2 separate regions of the Sus scrofa genome follow, and region 1 is linked to region 2. A link is a contact called in public HiChIP or PLAC-seq data. All regions are on one chromosome and are shown on one strand. Each heading gives the region's core, a stretch centred on a gene start, on an enhancer-like site or on the middle of the called end of the contact. The rest is flanking DNA. Distances are from core to core; before and after follow the strand shown. Region 1 overlaps LOC102164776. Region 2 overlaps LOC106508308 (a long non-coding RNA gene).

Region 1 (6,796 bases), core at 3,285-5,784, 680 kb after region 2:
AGCCCCTCCTCGCAGTCCTGGCTTCCTGGGGTCACACTCCTGTTAAGCTTTGGGCTCTAACACTCCCAACTAGTCTCTCATCCTGCCCTGGGGGACAGCCTAGGATCTGCATGTACCATCTCCATGTAGCCTCCATCCCCTGCTCTGCCTTTTCGTTCTCCCAATACCTATTGAACAAACTCCTAACGTTAAATCCACAGAGGAGAAAATCATGGACCTGGAGAATAGACTTGTGGTTGCCAAGGGGGAGAGGGAGGGAGTGGGATGGATGGGGTGCTTGGGGTTAAGAGATGCAAACCTTTGCCTTTGGAATGGATTAGCAATGAGATCCTGCTCTGTAGCACTGGAAACTGGTCACTTATGATGGAGCATGATAATATGAAAAAAAAGAATGTATACATGTATGTGTAACTGGGTCACCATGCTGTACAGCAGAAAATTAACAACACTGTAAACCAGCTATAATGGAAAAAAAATAAAATTCTAAAAAAAAAAAAAAAAATCCCACTTTAAAATGCATCTGGTGTTTATTTGCCAGATCAAACCCTGCTTAGGATTGGGTCTGTGAGTGAAAGTGGTTTTCAGAACATTAGCACAGGCTCCAGTCTCCCAGATGTCCAAGAATCTGGGAGGAAATGGAATGGAATGGACATTTTAAAGGTATATTTTTGTGGGTAGACACTCATTATTTGGGGAGAAGGATGCTATTTCTCTCAATTCTACTGTGTTACATATTTTACTTAACCTTACCACGTACCTATTTTTGTCAAAGATTAGGAGATGAAGGTTCAGTAATTTGCCCCGTGAAATCCAGCTAGTTAGTGGTAAAGGTGGGATCAGAATCTAAATCAATTTTCTATCGAAGTCCACATCTAGAACCTGTAAGACCCACCTCCATGGCTTCAGCCACAGGACCACTGAAGCTCCCCCTCAACACCCCCTTTGACACTGTCTTAGGCGGTTGCCCCCCCAATGTGCTGACTGCATGTTTACTCAGATGCCCCTTTTGAAGGCCTAACTACTGAGGACATGCAGGAGCCTCCTGCACTAAAGTGCTATTTCACACAGGGAGCTGGAAGGGGTAGGCAGCTAGAAAGGATGGAGCTGGTCTTGCTGAAGCACCCCAGTGGTGTGGGTGGAGGGAGCAGGCAGGAAGTAGGGACCATTACAACCACACTGGTTGAAGCAATTAGACTACATGGTAACCTAATGCTCAGTAAGAGAAACCTACTTGTTCTCCGCATTGGCATATCCCTCACCATTACCCACAATGTCAGCCCCCAACAAGCAACAAACTTGTATTTCAATCTGAGCATCCATTCAGATATAACTGTGACTTAGAACATCTCCTAGCACACACTCTGCATGAATGTTGGCCCTTTCTTAGGCCCTGTGACTCTCTGGTCTCTGTGGCTCAACCATTTCTATGTGAGCTAGCCAAGGTCAGATTTGACGTAAAACAGAAGCTTTGGATTAGGAGTTCCTGGGACGGAGACCAACTCTACTGCTTACTGTATGATATTGAACAAATGACTTCATCTCTCTGGGGCCCTCAAAAAGGAGATAACACTGTCATGTGATCCTACCTATTACTATTTTCTAGGCATGTTGCTCCTATTTGACATGCACTGTCTCAATATAATCCTCACAAAAAGTCCTATTATCTTTATTCTACAGATGATAAACTGAGGCTCAGAAGTCAACGACCAGCCAAAGGTACATGCTAGTAAGTGCCCTGTCAGAACCAGAAAACAGGTCTGATTCAAATACCTACAACTCTTGGCCCATGAAAGAGTCCCATTGTAAACAAGGAAATAAAATACATGAAACAAGTATTTTTCAGAGATTAGCAATCACAGGCAGCACAGGACTGCAGTCCATGAGAGAAGGGAGACAGCAAGGGGAGCCCAAGGATGTGCCATCTTTCTGGAGACAGTGGTGCTCAGGCTGTTGCACACTGAGTTGGAACCCAAGCATAGCCCCAGGGTTTTACTGAGCTCAAGAATCAGAAATAAGATGCAACAAGAAATATGGGACTTGTGGCAGACTATGGACAGGAAGAAACTAGGCAAACAAAGATCCAAAAATCTGCGTAACAGCCCCTTCAAGTCTTTGGCTAAATACTAATCTGTGCAAGTTTCAAATGAAACTACAAGGCAGAACAAAAACTGACTCACTTTCAGGGAGCTAAGAGGTGAGCAATTCGCTGAGCCCACACATGCCTAGAAGACATTCTAGTAACTATCAACCAGAATGAAGAGACTTCACTGAATACGCAGGGCATGAGGAAGACATTGGAAAAGTCACACCCTGGTGGAACACTAAACTAGTCAGAAAAGGTATCAAGCTGATTAAGTAATTTAACAGACCTCCAAAACCTCAATTTTTAAGACAGAAAATACAAATATTCCACATTCATGATACCTAACATCCAATAACTACTAGACTTTTGAAGCAGCAGCAAAGAAGGAAAACATTAGTCAATAGAAACAGACCCAGAAATGACAGAGGTAATAGAATTATCAAATAAGGATCTTAAAACAGCTATTAAAGAAGTTCCCGTCATGGTACAGTGGAAAACAAATCCAACTAGGAACCATGAGGTTGCAGATTAGATCTCTGGCCTTGCTCAGTGGGTTAAGGATCCGGCATTACCATGAGCTGTGATGTAGGTCACAGACATGGCTCTGGCGCTGCTGTGGCTGTGGTGTAGACCATTGGCTCAAGTTTCGATTGGACCCCTAGCCTGAGAACCTCCAATATGCCGTGGGTGCAGCCCTAAAAGGACAAAAGAAAAAAAAAAAAAAAAACAGCTATTATATGACTTAAATCAGGCATTTAAAGCAGAGACGAGCAAACTTTTTTTGTAAAGGGCCAGATAGCAAATATATTCAGTTTTGTGCACCACATATGGTCTTTGTCGTATATTTTTAAGTTTTTAAAATAATCCTTTATAGTGTAAATCCTTCATAATGTAAAACCTCTCAGCTCACAGGTCAAACAAAAAAAGATTATCAGGTGGATTAGGTCCAGTTTACCAATCCTTGATTTACAAGAAATGTAAGCAAAATGTGGGGAAGAATGAAAGGTAAAAACAAAACAAACGAAACCTTCCAGAAATGCAAACTGCAGTACTGAAAGTGAAAATTTTACTGGATTACAGCATATTAGACAAAATCAGTAAAACTGACAATATAGCGATTAAAACTCTTGACTAAAGTTTGAGAAAAATTGGAAATTAAATGAACACAATTTTGGTGACCTATGAAACAACTTCAAGCAACTAGTTTTTGTATAGAGCCCCAGAAGCGAGAGGAGGATGATGGGACGTATTTAAAGAATTACTGTCTGGAGTTTTTCCAAATTTGACTTTTAAGAAACATCGATTCACATCATATGAAAAATACCAAAAATCAATGATAAAGACAAAGTTTAGAGGAAAAATGCATCCTACCTAAAGGAGGAAAAAAGACATAGTTCTGTAGACTTCTTACCAGAAATACAAGTCCGCAGACAGTAGAACTATACCTTCAAAGTGAAAAGAAGGCTCTCTTTTACCTCTTCACCAGTCTGCCTCTCAAGGAATATGGTAATAGTCCCATCACACCTTTCTATAAAAACTTAATTTATCTTACAAAAATAACTGAGGATTGCACTGCTGAGTAGCAAGGTCTTATTTTTCTAGTTGAAGTCTTCCTTTAGCATCCTTCCAGAAGTCATTTCTTTATTTTCTGTGTTCCCTTAATAAGTCACTTACACCAGTGTTGGTCAAACTTTACTGTGTGTATGAATCACCTGGAGCAGAATCTGAGTTCCTTAGTTTTACAAGCTCCCAAGTGTTGTCCATGTCGCTGGTCTGAGAGGATGGCACTGCTGAACAGCAAAGTCCTATTCTTCTAGTTGATGAGATGAAAAAAATATAACTATTTAAAGAAAGTGAGTTATTCTCACCTTTGTAATTACCATAGCACTTAATAGAGGGCTATGCAGCTAGTCGATACTGTCTAGAAAGACATAAATAGACATCCCCTTAGTCTGCTGCTTCCTAGTGAAACTCTGACTTCCCATTCGCTGACATCTATGGCTATGTATTTAATTTTTAACTCTTCAGGGAAAGTAAAACCTAGTTTCCAAGTGCTGGTACCAATGTTTAGCCCACTATTTTATGATAGCTACATTAGCCACGTATTATGAGAAATTTGTTATATCACAGTATCATTCTTAACCATCATTTATTTTCCTGGATTTTAAGATGTAGATTTACTCAAATTTCCCACAAACACTTTAAGTGCCTACGGTCTCTGGGGAAAAAAGAAAAAAAAAAAAAAAGCAGCACATGTGTGATTATATTTTAGTCCAAGGAGTAAGGTCATTCTAACTAAAAACAGAAAAGCATTCCTTCCAGACTCCTATAAACTTAATGGAGTCTCTCTATTTAAAAAGCTTCAGAGACCTTTTCTTCCCTTCCCCACCCCCACAGCCCGTGCTCCAAAGGCTCCTGGGTAGCACTGCCTAACTCCCCTGTATCCTGTCACATGACTGACAGCTCCGCTATCAGCACCTCAGTATTGTTTTGTACTGCAGGACTCAACATGTGTTTCCCCTTTAGAAAAATTACATCATGTCTCAGGAAGTCTCTTTTCTCCGACAAAACCAGCGGATATTCTCCATCAAGGCTTTGCAAATAAGAAAAGATAAATTAATCCTGCTGCAGTTGCTTAAGTGCATATACTAGCTATAGAGTCGTCGTCTACTCACAGTCCAGCCCCAAGATCAACGCACTCTGTCCCAAATGTCTTCCTCTCCAGTAAGATGAACAAGAACAGGATGAGAAGCTGATACTTTTTATACAAAGTACAATTATTTTCTATACTGGCCTTTGCCCCGAAGTGAGCCAGGTGATAGTTTGACTTCCACTCTGACAAATGCTTTTAACCTGTTGCCAAAAGAGTTGGGAACTGCAAAATCCTGAGAATTCTGTTTCGTTCCATGATGCCTTCTCCATTTTCTCAGAAGGCCAACAAAATCCCTCACATGCCTAGTTTGAAAGTAAAATTATCTGTGACCACATTCCTTACTTTCCAAAGTATATTTGCCCTTGTTTCTCAGTGTGTTTTAGCACTCCCATCTCTGTACATTATGCAAAAATTTCTCTTTCTAATCCCTTTTTTAAAGGATCAGATTTATGTCCAACTTCTAAGCCCTGCATATTCTAATGACTGTTGTTTGTCAGACAAACAAAATATTCAAAATATTTTATAACTGTCTTCACTTCATAGATCAGAAACCTAGAGCCCAGAAAAGTTAAGTGACTTCCCCCAGTCCACATTGTTAGCTGTGGGTTCAAAGGATATGGCAAACACCAGCTTTGTCAGAGAGTGACCCAAGCCCAGACACTGCCATGCCCATGGCAGTGATAATCAGCTGCCAAACCAAAGTTTCGAATAAGTTACGATGCCTTAGCATACTGGTAAGAACATGAGAGTAGCATCAAGATTCAGGTTCTAGCTTATTTCCTAATGCATTAAATAAGGTTAGTATTTTTTAAACATTGTTACTCAAGAGTCCTGGGGTTCTAAGAAATGACCAACCAGTCTGAGGGGAGTCAAGGGAGGGAAAGTTGGCTCTGTTCCAGAGTTAGCCAGATCATCAAAGGTTCAAGCTGTTTTATACACCAAAGTTCTACTTATTTTGCTTCAAAAAAATTTAATTAAAAAAAAATCAGCAACGAGTTAACTGAATTATCTAATTCTTTTCCATCATTATGAGCTACAAGTCTGTTTCTTCTCAGAGCTGCTCAATTTCCAACAGATGGATGAGCATGGTTGATCCTAGAGTCTTGCTATTTTAAATATCATCATTTATCAGAAAAACTGGCATCTCCTGGAAGCTTCCAAATAGTGCAGGATCTCAGACTCCCCCCCAGAACTTCTGAATCAGAATATGAACTTTTCCGTGATCTCCAGGTGACTTGATGGACATAAAGTTTAATTATCACTGATCCAGAATATAGTGGCATCTTTGTCAACATACGTCATTGAACTCCATTCACATTCTCCTCTCTGGTTTGTAACAAAAAGTTTAGGCTGGTTGGTCACTCCTGTCTGCCCCACCTCTCCGTAGCTCTGGGAAAAAGTAGAGTTAGGATATGGGCAAAATTGGCAAATACAAACTTAAATGTTGCCATTACCATCTGCCGACTTATCCTTACAAAGGTCCCCCAATACCCATGACAATTTACAATGTCAGGGATATTGACAGCAGTTCTTCTCCCATAGAGAGCAGGGGCCCCTTTGATGAGATCATCTTTCCAATCCAGTCCAATGCTGAGACTCACTAATTCTATAATACAGATATTCATAACAAAAACTCTCAGATCCTTTACACACTGCCCAGGCTTGTCCATGTGTTATTAAAGTTGGGCTGAGTAATAAATGCTATAAATGTCCTACAAGACAGCACTCACACCCAGTGAGCATGACATCCCATAATAGCCCTATTTGGCTTGTTACCCTGGCGCCTCTCTCCACCCTGATCTCTGGAAACCAGAGAAATGCAAACACCAGAATGTCAATCCAAAGGCATAGACATGAGTGTAAGATGCTTTGCTTGGAGAGTTTTCATAAGATCATATTTCTGGCCAGATTCCTGTTACTTCTGAGTTGTAGTCAGGAGGTGATTTTTTCATTAGCATTTCTCTTCCCAGAAGGAAAACATTATCCCCCAGCTAAAATTCAAGTGAACTAAATCACTTCCAACCTCAGCATCATTTCAGGCTTGGTGTCATTTGTGGATT
Region 2 (6,594 bases), core at 4,082-6,581:
TGTGCGGCCCCTGCATATGCTGGTCCCCACAGACAGAGGTGAACCTGGCATGTGCATGGTGAGTCTGGTCTCTGACTTGCAGGCTTTGTTTCCAGAACAGGCTGATTTCCTTCAGGTTTAGCCATGCAGGAACACTGAAGCATCTGTATTTTCACTCTGAGGTCTCGAGGAAGCCTGCAGCCAGACAGGTCATCCTAAATGTTCCTGATCAGTCCTCCACGGAGGAGGCAGTGGTCAAGGTCCAGGTGGGCTGCCATGGTCCTCCCGTTCATCACTTCATGTACAACAACAATTTCTCCTTCCTCCGTTCCCCTTTCCAAAGGGGAGGGGGAGGAAGGAGGAGGTCATGCATATTTAATCAGGGGAAAGTAGGCACACATTATTTGGATAAACTACTTAATAGCGATGCTAGCCCCTCCTCGGATGGGGGTGGATGCTGCATTGCCTGCCTAGCCTGCTTTCATCTTTAATCATCTCTTCTCGGTGGTTTCCTTTGAGTGGGGATCTACGAAGGCTCTGTCTCTCCATCAAACCGCATCTCTAATTTAAACGGCTGTTAATAAGGGTTAAATCTGCAGGCTGAGCTGGCCCTTCACTTGTTACTCGCAAAGGGGGGAAAAAAAATCAATGGAGCAGGAAGCCAGAGGGGCGTCCATTTTGAGAAGCCGTAACGAATGATGCTTCCTTCCGAAAGCTGGCAACCTCCAGTTCGGCTCCCTCAGCCTCCTTTTCACATAGCCGAGCCCTCTGCGACACATCAAGCTTAATGAGACTGCACAGATCTCAAATAAGGAAGGGGAGCACCACTGCTGGGGCACTTGATTAAGGAGGATCAGAGAAAACTGGCTGGCTTTTAAAAGGAGCCCTTAATGGCAAAGGATCTTTTGGGAGCAGTGGAAGGAGGCCCCTAATTTCAGTGTTTCATGTCCCCTCTGGAGCACTTGAACGACCTAATTCAGTGTGAGCTTTTGGGTCTCTGCACTGGCAAACCGGTCCTCAAACCTCAGAACCACCGACAAGCCAGAGGATGGTGGTAGGTAATTAGGGATCTTTGATTTAAGCGCCACCCACCACCCCCATAGGCCATTAGAGGGAAATGGAGAGAGATCTTCTGTAACCGTCTTCCCTGTGATGAATCATCCTCGTAACCGTATTTTCCAAATCAATAATTAAATCACTTATTTAGCCAAGAGGAACTGCACTTGTGCACACAATGGCAAGATGTTTTGAAATCTAGAGAATCTGGTGGATGTATGGGCTCTAGGTTTAAGAAACGGAGCATTATCTGGGCATCCAGAGACTTTTGTTCAAATATCAGCTTTGCTGCTACTTTACAAACTCCTGTAATAAAATGCTCTAACTTGGATTTCAATGTACTTGTATATAAAATGAGCAGGTGAGGGCCATCTGTGCTTTTCCATTGAGACTTAGAGCTCTGAGTTGGTCTTGGAAGACAAGATACCATGGTGCTAAATCAAGAAAACTTGGGTATGCTAGACACAGCTCCAGGGAATAGCTACAACCCATCTCTTTGGAGGTGGTTTTTTTTTTTTTTTTTTTTTTTGTCTTTTTAGGGCTTCATCCATGGCATATGGAGGCTCCCAGGCTAGGTGTCAAATTGGAGCTGCGGCTGCCAGCCTACACCACAGCCACAGCAACTCAGGATCCGAGCCACATCTGCAACCTGCACCACAGATCACAGCAATACTGGATCCTTGACCCACTGAGCAAGGCCAGGGATCTAATCTGCGTCCTCATGGATACTAGTCAGGTTCATTACTGCTGAGCCATGACAGGAACTCCAGTGGGTCCTTTCTGAATTCTCCCAGAACAACTCTCCGGGCTTGCAGGGCTCCGGGTATTGCACTCCATAGCCTCTCTCTGTCCCCAGTCTCTATTGCAGAAAAGTTTTCCTTATATCCTAAGTAAGAAAAATAATCATCAAATGATAATTGACATGTCCAACACTTATTATCACATCGCAGGCACCTGGCTGAGTGATATATGGGCATGATATAGAAAGTCCTGGTAGATAAGAACATAGACTGGCACCAGTCTTCCTGGGTTCAAGTCACCATTTGGCTACTTGCTAGCTGTGTGACCTTGGGCAAGTTACGAAACAAACATAATGTTTATTAATGTCTGGCATATAGTAAGTGCAATAGAAGTGCTCATGTTATGATCTCATCTTAATCTTGAAATATTCCTATGTGGGTAGGATTATTCCCATTTTACAGATGGGAACCTGTAATTCAACAACTTACTTGAGATCAGCTGGTTGGCAGGAGGCAGTGCTGGGAACTGGGCAAAGTATGACCTCCTAACCAGGGTTCTCATACTCCTTTTGGTCTTTTAAAGGATCTTTGTGCCTCAGTAGAAGTAAAATGAATCAGCAACATTGATGGAGTAGGGATTTTAATACTTGCCTCCACATTGCTGTCTCAAAATCCTCAGATTTCTCTTTACTTGGTATCATAATTCCTGTTTCAATTCTTTTTCTTATTTGTGTGGCCTTCTCTCCAAGGTCATTGCATCTTTCCCTTGAGAATCTACTGAGACGTACTTAAGGTGTCTCCCTCTGTGCCTTGATTGGGCGAACCCCTGTTCACCCATTGCTAAGCAGCCCAGCAGTGGGGGCAGGGGCAGGCCTGACCATACTAATTGGAATTGAAAGGGAACCAACTCATCTAGATCACTTTGCATCCCAAATGTCACCTTTACAGAGCACAGAGGTCCAGAATAAATAGCGTTTGAAAGGAAGGATGGAGTCTGGATAGGGGAGGTCAGAGAATAAAGCGTTGTTACATGTGGGACCTTTTTTAGAATGATCTGGAGGGATAGCAGTGAAATTAGAGTTGTACCTCTTGAGGGCAATATTTTATTTTCTTCTCTGTTGTAAATTAGTATGGGTGGTTCAAACTGAAGAGTCCAGAAGTTGTTATGCCAAGGTGATGAAATTAGCTGTTTGGTCCATCTACACCTCTGGCTCCATACTCTAGCTCATGGTCTGATTTGATCTCTGGGTAGACAGAGGAGAAAGAATTTATGTGTATAATTTGAGTTTTTTGTTTGCTTGTTTGTTTTGTTTTTAAGGGCTGCAGCCGTGACATATGGAGGTTTCCAGGCTTGGGGTCAAATCCAAGCTACAGCTGCTGGCCTACACCACAGCCACAGTGACATCAGAGCTGAGCCATGTCTGCAACCTACACCACAGCTCAAGGCAATGCCAGATTCTTAACCCACTGAGCAAAGCCAGGGATCAAACCCGCAACCTTGTGATTCCTAGTCAGATTCATTTCCACTGTGCCACGAAGGGAACTCCTGAAATTTATTTAAAGTCATGTTTTCTTTGTGTCCTATGTCTTTTCAAGGAGGTGCATCCTATTTCTCTGCTCATGCCACCTTCTTAGTCTTGAAGCTTCTCGTGTGTTAGGACAACCTTATCTCCTCTTTGTGTCTTCAGTTCTTGTTCCAGTAAAGGGCACTATTGGTTCTATTGTTTCTTAGAAGAGTCTTTATTGCAATAACTGAGCATTCCAGAGAGGCCTTTCCTCTTTCTCCTGCCTTGTCTGGTTCTCAGCACCCAACCCTGGCAATTGGTGGACTCTGACAGTAGATTGAACTCAAGTTATTCAGCTTGTGATAAACGCTACTTCTAAGGGTAAAACCAAATTCCTTAGTCACTGTGGGTTGCAGCAATTACCTTCCCCTAATCTAGACAAACAGGCACGAGGTTTCCTTTGGTCTTGATCTAGAAAGGGAGCCAATGACAGAAATCTGAGACATAATTCATAAATACACTAACAGTTTCCAATAAAATGGTCACACATAAGGACTGCAACATCGCAATCTCCATTCAGTTCTGAAAGCATTGAAGAATGGCAAATTCAACTTTTTGATGACAAAACAAAAGCAGACAAACCAAAAAAAAGCCAAAAACAAACAAAAGACTGGACCTATACTATGATTTCGCAACAGGTAGTTTTTTGGGAAAAATACCTGTGTAAAATCCCATTTGCTGGTTTACTTTCAATAATTGATTCATTATCTTCATTGAGACACAGCCTGGGTTCCAACAACCGGTGCATATATAAGTATTTACAGCTGTTCTGCTCCTCACTAAGTGTGTGCACTTTGGCAAGTCCACTGGACTTCCTGGTGGAAAGAAACCCAGGCTGGTTAAAAAGTGGAGGCAAAGCTATGAAAAGCATCTAAACTTTAAAAAATTAACACCAGTTCTAGCTGGCAGTAAGCAAAGGGACTTGGCCACAGTAGACACTGGCCAAGAGAAGGTCCCCAGAAGGGCATTTGTAAGGGCACAAGGGGACAACTCGACAATAAGCCCATTTTGCTGCTCAAGGGGCAACACTTGAAGACTGTGTTCAGTGCCAGAGCCTGGGACAAGCCTGGAGACAAGGATCAGATTGTAGCTTTCTGAGGCGACTTCAATCAGTACAGCCAAAGGGAATTGCAGAGCAGCAGGGAAAGAGAATTCTGTTCTCCGGGCAGAGCAGCTGAACTGTCATCACCTGTGCTGCCTCCCCTACACCCCACCAGCCCACCTTGGAAACACTCCTGAGATGCTATGTCCTGGGGAGACTTTCCAAGGGCTCCTCTGTTGCTTTCTCTTCCCTCCTCCCGAAAAAGTCAAAAATGTAAAGAAAGAAAAGTTGGTGGCAGAGAGGGAAGAAGGGAAGGGAGGAAAGAAGGAAGGATCTCTTGCCAGGAAGGAAGGCACTTGGGTAACCAATGAAGCTTTAGTCAGAGAAGGGCAAGTGGAGGGTTAAATATATAAGAAAAAAGAATGCAAAACATCAAGGCTCAATGGTGCCAAGAGGTTTGGTCTCCTGAAAAGCCAAGGACGTTTGGCTGAGAGTGTGGTGAGGGAAGCAGTGTTAGATTCAGGCATTTCTGCTCTGCGACTTTGGGCGGACTTCAAAACCGACATAGCTGTGGTGCAGAGCAGTGATGGGGGGACGATCCCCAGGGTCTGCCCTGCCTCCCCCTCCCCTGAGCCCCTGACACGCCCCCTCCCCACCAGGGCCATGAAGGAATGTAGGTGGAATCCAAGCCAGGCTGGGGCTCAAGGAGGGATAACAGAATTCACGGCCGGGTTGGGGAGTGGGCCAGCACCCAGGGGCTCAGAAAGACAAGGGGTTTGTAAAGCGGGGAAAATATTAACTCCCTTGCTTCTGCGTTCTGTACTTGACTCCAAAATTGCAGGATGTGCTATTGTTTTCCCTTAGGTTTTCCGCTCCTTTCTTACGTTATTCATGTCCTTCTTTTAAGTGCCTCTGCTCTCTGTGTCTCTGCTCAGCGAAGGAGGGAGGCTGAGTGGGGGTTAGGCTGGGGGAGGATCGTGGAAGCAGGAAGGAACAGCTCAACAACTGGACCTTCCTCAGCGGCAGGAAAATCATTCCAGATTTGAAAAGGGCTTTGGTGAGATTTACGGATGGGGTGCCTGTGACTTTGCCAAACAAGCTCTTTTGTCTCAATCTTCCCTCATGCCTGGGTCTCTCCGCCACCCTGAGCTCCGCTACTTTTAAGGAGTTAAATCGGAGGGAAAGCACAGTTTGGACAAAGGTGTTGCACGGAGGTACAGAGAGCAGGCTGCCTGATATTTATGCGATCTGGCAGAAGGGAGGCTGTGTCTTGACACAGAAGCCAGTAATCAGGAAACAGGAGGGTAAGAAAGAGCAGGAAGGAAGGGAAGGGAAAGGAGGAGGGAATAAAGAAAGAGGGAAAGGAAGAAGAAAGGAAAGAGGGAAGAAAGGATAGAGGGAAGGGTCAGAGGAAAAGAAAGTGCAAATAAACCATAGCCTGAAGTCCCAGGAGGATGAATAAATGGGGGAAAGGAGTGGAAGGAACTAATATAATAAAAGTGAATGTTTCAAATTTCCCCACCACTGTCCCTTAGAATTACAGAGCTCTGAACAAACAACCTGATGAAGATGTGAACTTAACCTTCAAAAACAGGCAGGTTGGAAGTTTATAGCATTTTAAACATTTTAAACAATAACAACAAGCCTCATTGTTTATGCCTTGAGAGTTTAGGCATGTGAAGTTCATACTCAAAGCAACCAAGAGTCAGGAGTTGAAGTATGTATCAATAAGAACAGCCGTGAAAGCAAAGCTTCTGACTTAAATGAAAATAGAATACAGCGGGAACTATTGTTTGTGGTGTTTGCGCTGGGACTTACTTCTAATTGGGTTATTATCTTGAACCCAATGCAGTCTATCTCATAAAAGCTTGAAACTTAACTCCCAGCCTGTTTTTAGGAGGAAAAGTCCCTTAAGCCCTTTCTTTTCCTCCAAGGTCTTGAACTTCAAGTGTGGCATATACCTGATGGATAATAGGGAAATGCACTGATATTAGGGAAGTGCTCTGGGGCTTGCTTTATGTACGTGCACAGGGAACTGCAGGTGCATTAGCCCTACTGTGCCTCAAACTCGGGCCCCCATGCATGGAAGCACCACAAAAGCACAGATGAGCATGTGGGATGAAATGTCTGGATGCCCCCCCGCCACCTCCCCATCAGGGGGAAAAGGCTTTTACAGTATTTCGAACTGTTCTGCATCTCAGCACAAATAGAA

The links. HiChIP or PLAC-seq counts read pairs in DNA pulled down with a chosen protein or histone mark.
Region 1: a contact with region 2 is called in an H3K27ac HiChIP or PLAC-seq map of skeletal muscle, with 5 times the contacts expected there. The contact joins two enhancer-like sites. A contact is called at or near these places in 2 of 47 Hi-C or Micro-C datasets (embryonic fibroblasts and epiblast stem cells) and 1 of 2 datasets of contacts at active chromatin or transcription factors (skeletal muscle).

The regions. Positions count from the first base shown.
Region 1 is chr9:49,490,182-49,496,977 of Sscrofa11.1, forward strand. The region is part of intron 1 of LOC102164776; the gene reads right to left. Among named protein-coding and RNA genes, the nearest start is that of UBASH3B, 140 kb to the right of the region's middle. Within about 2 kb of position 4,535, at least 8 of the 83 cell types and tissues checked have an H3K27ac peak or open chromatin away from gene starts, as enhancers often do. A contact at or near this core is called in skeletal muscle, where this site is marked.
Region 2 is chr9:48,807,335-48,813,928 of Sscrofa11.1, forward strand. All of the region lies in intron 1 of LOC106508308 (a long non-coding RNA gene), which reads left to right. Among named protein-coding and RNA genes, the nearest start is that of MIR9804, 180 kb to the right of the region's middle. Within about 2 kb of position 5,332, at least 27 of the 83 cell types and tissues checked have an H3K27ac peak or open chromatin away from gene starts, as enhancers often do. A contact at or near this core is called in skeletal muscle, where this site is marked.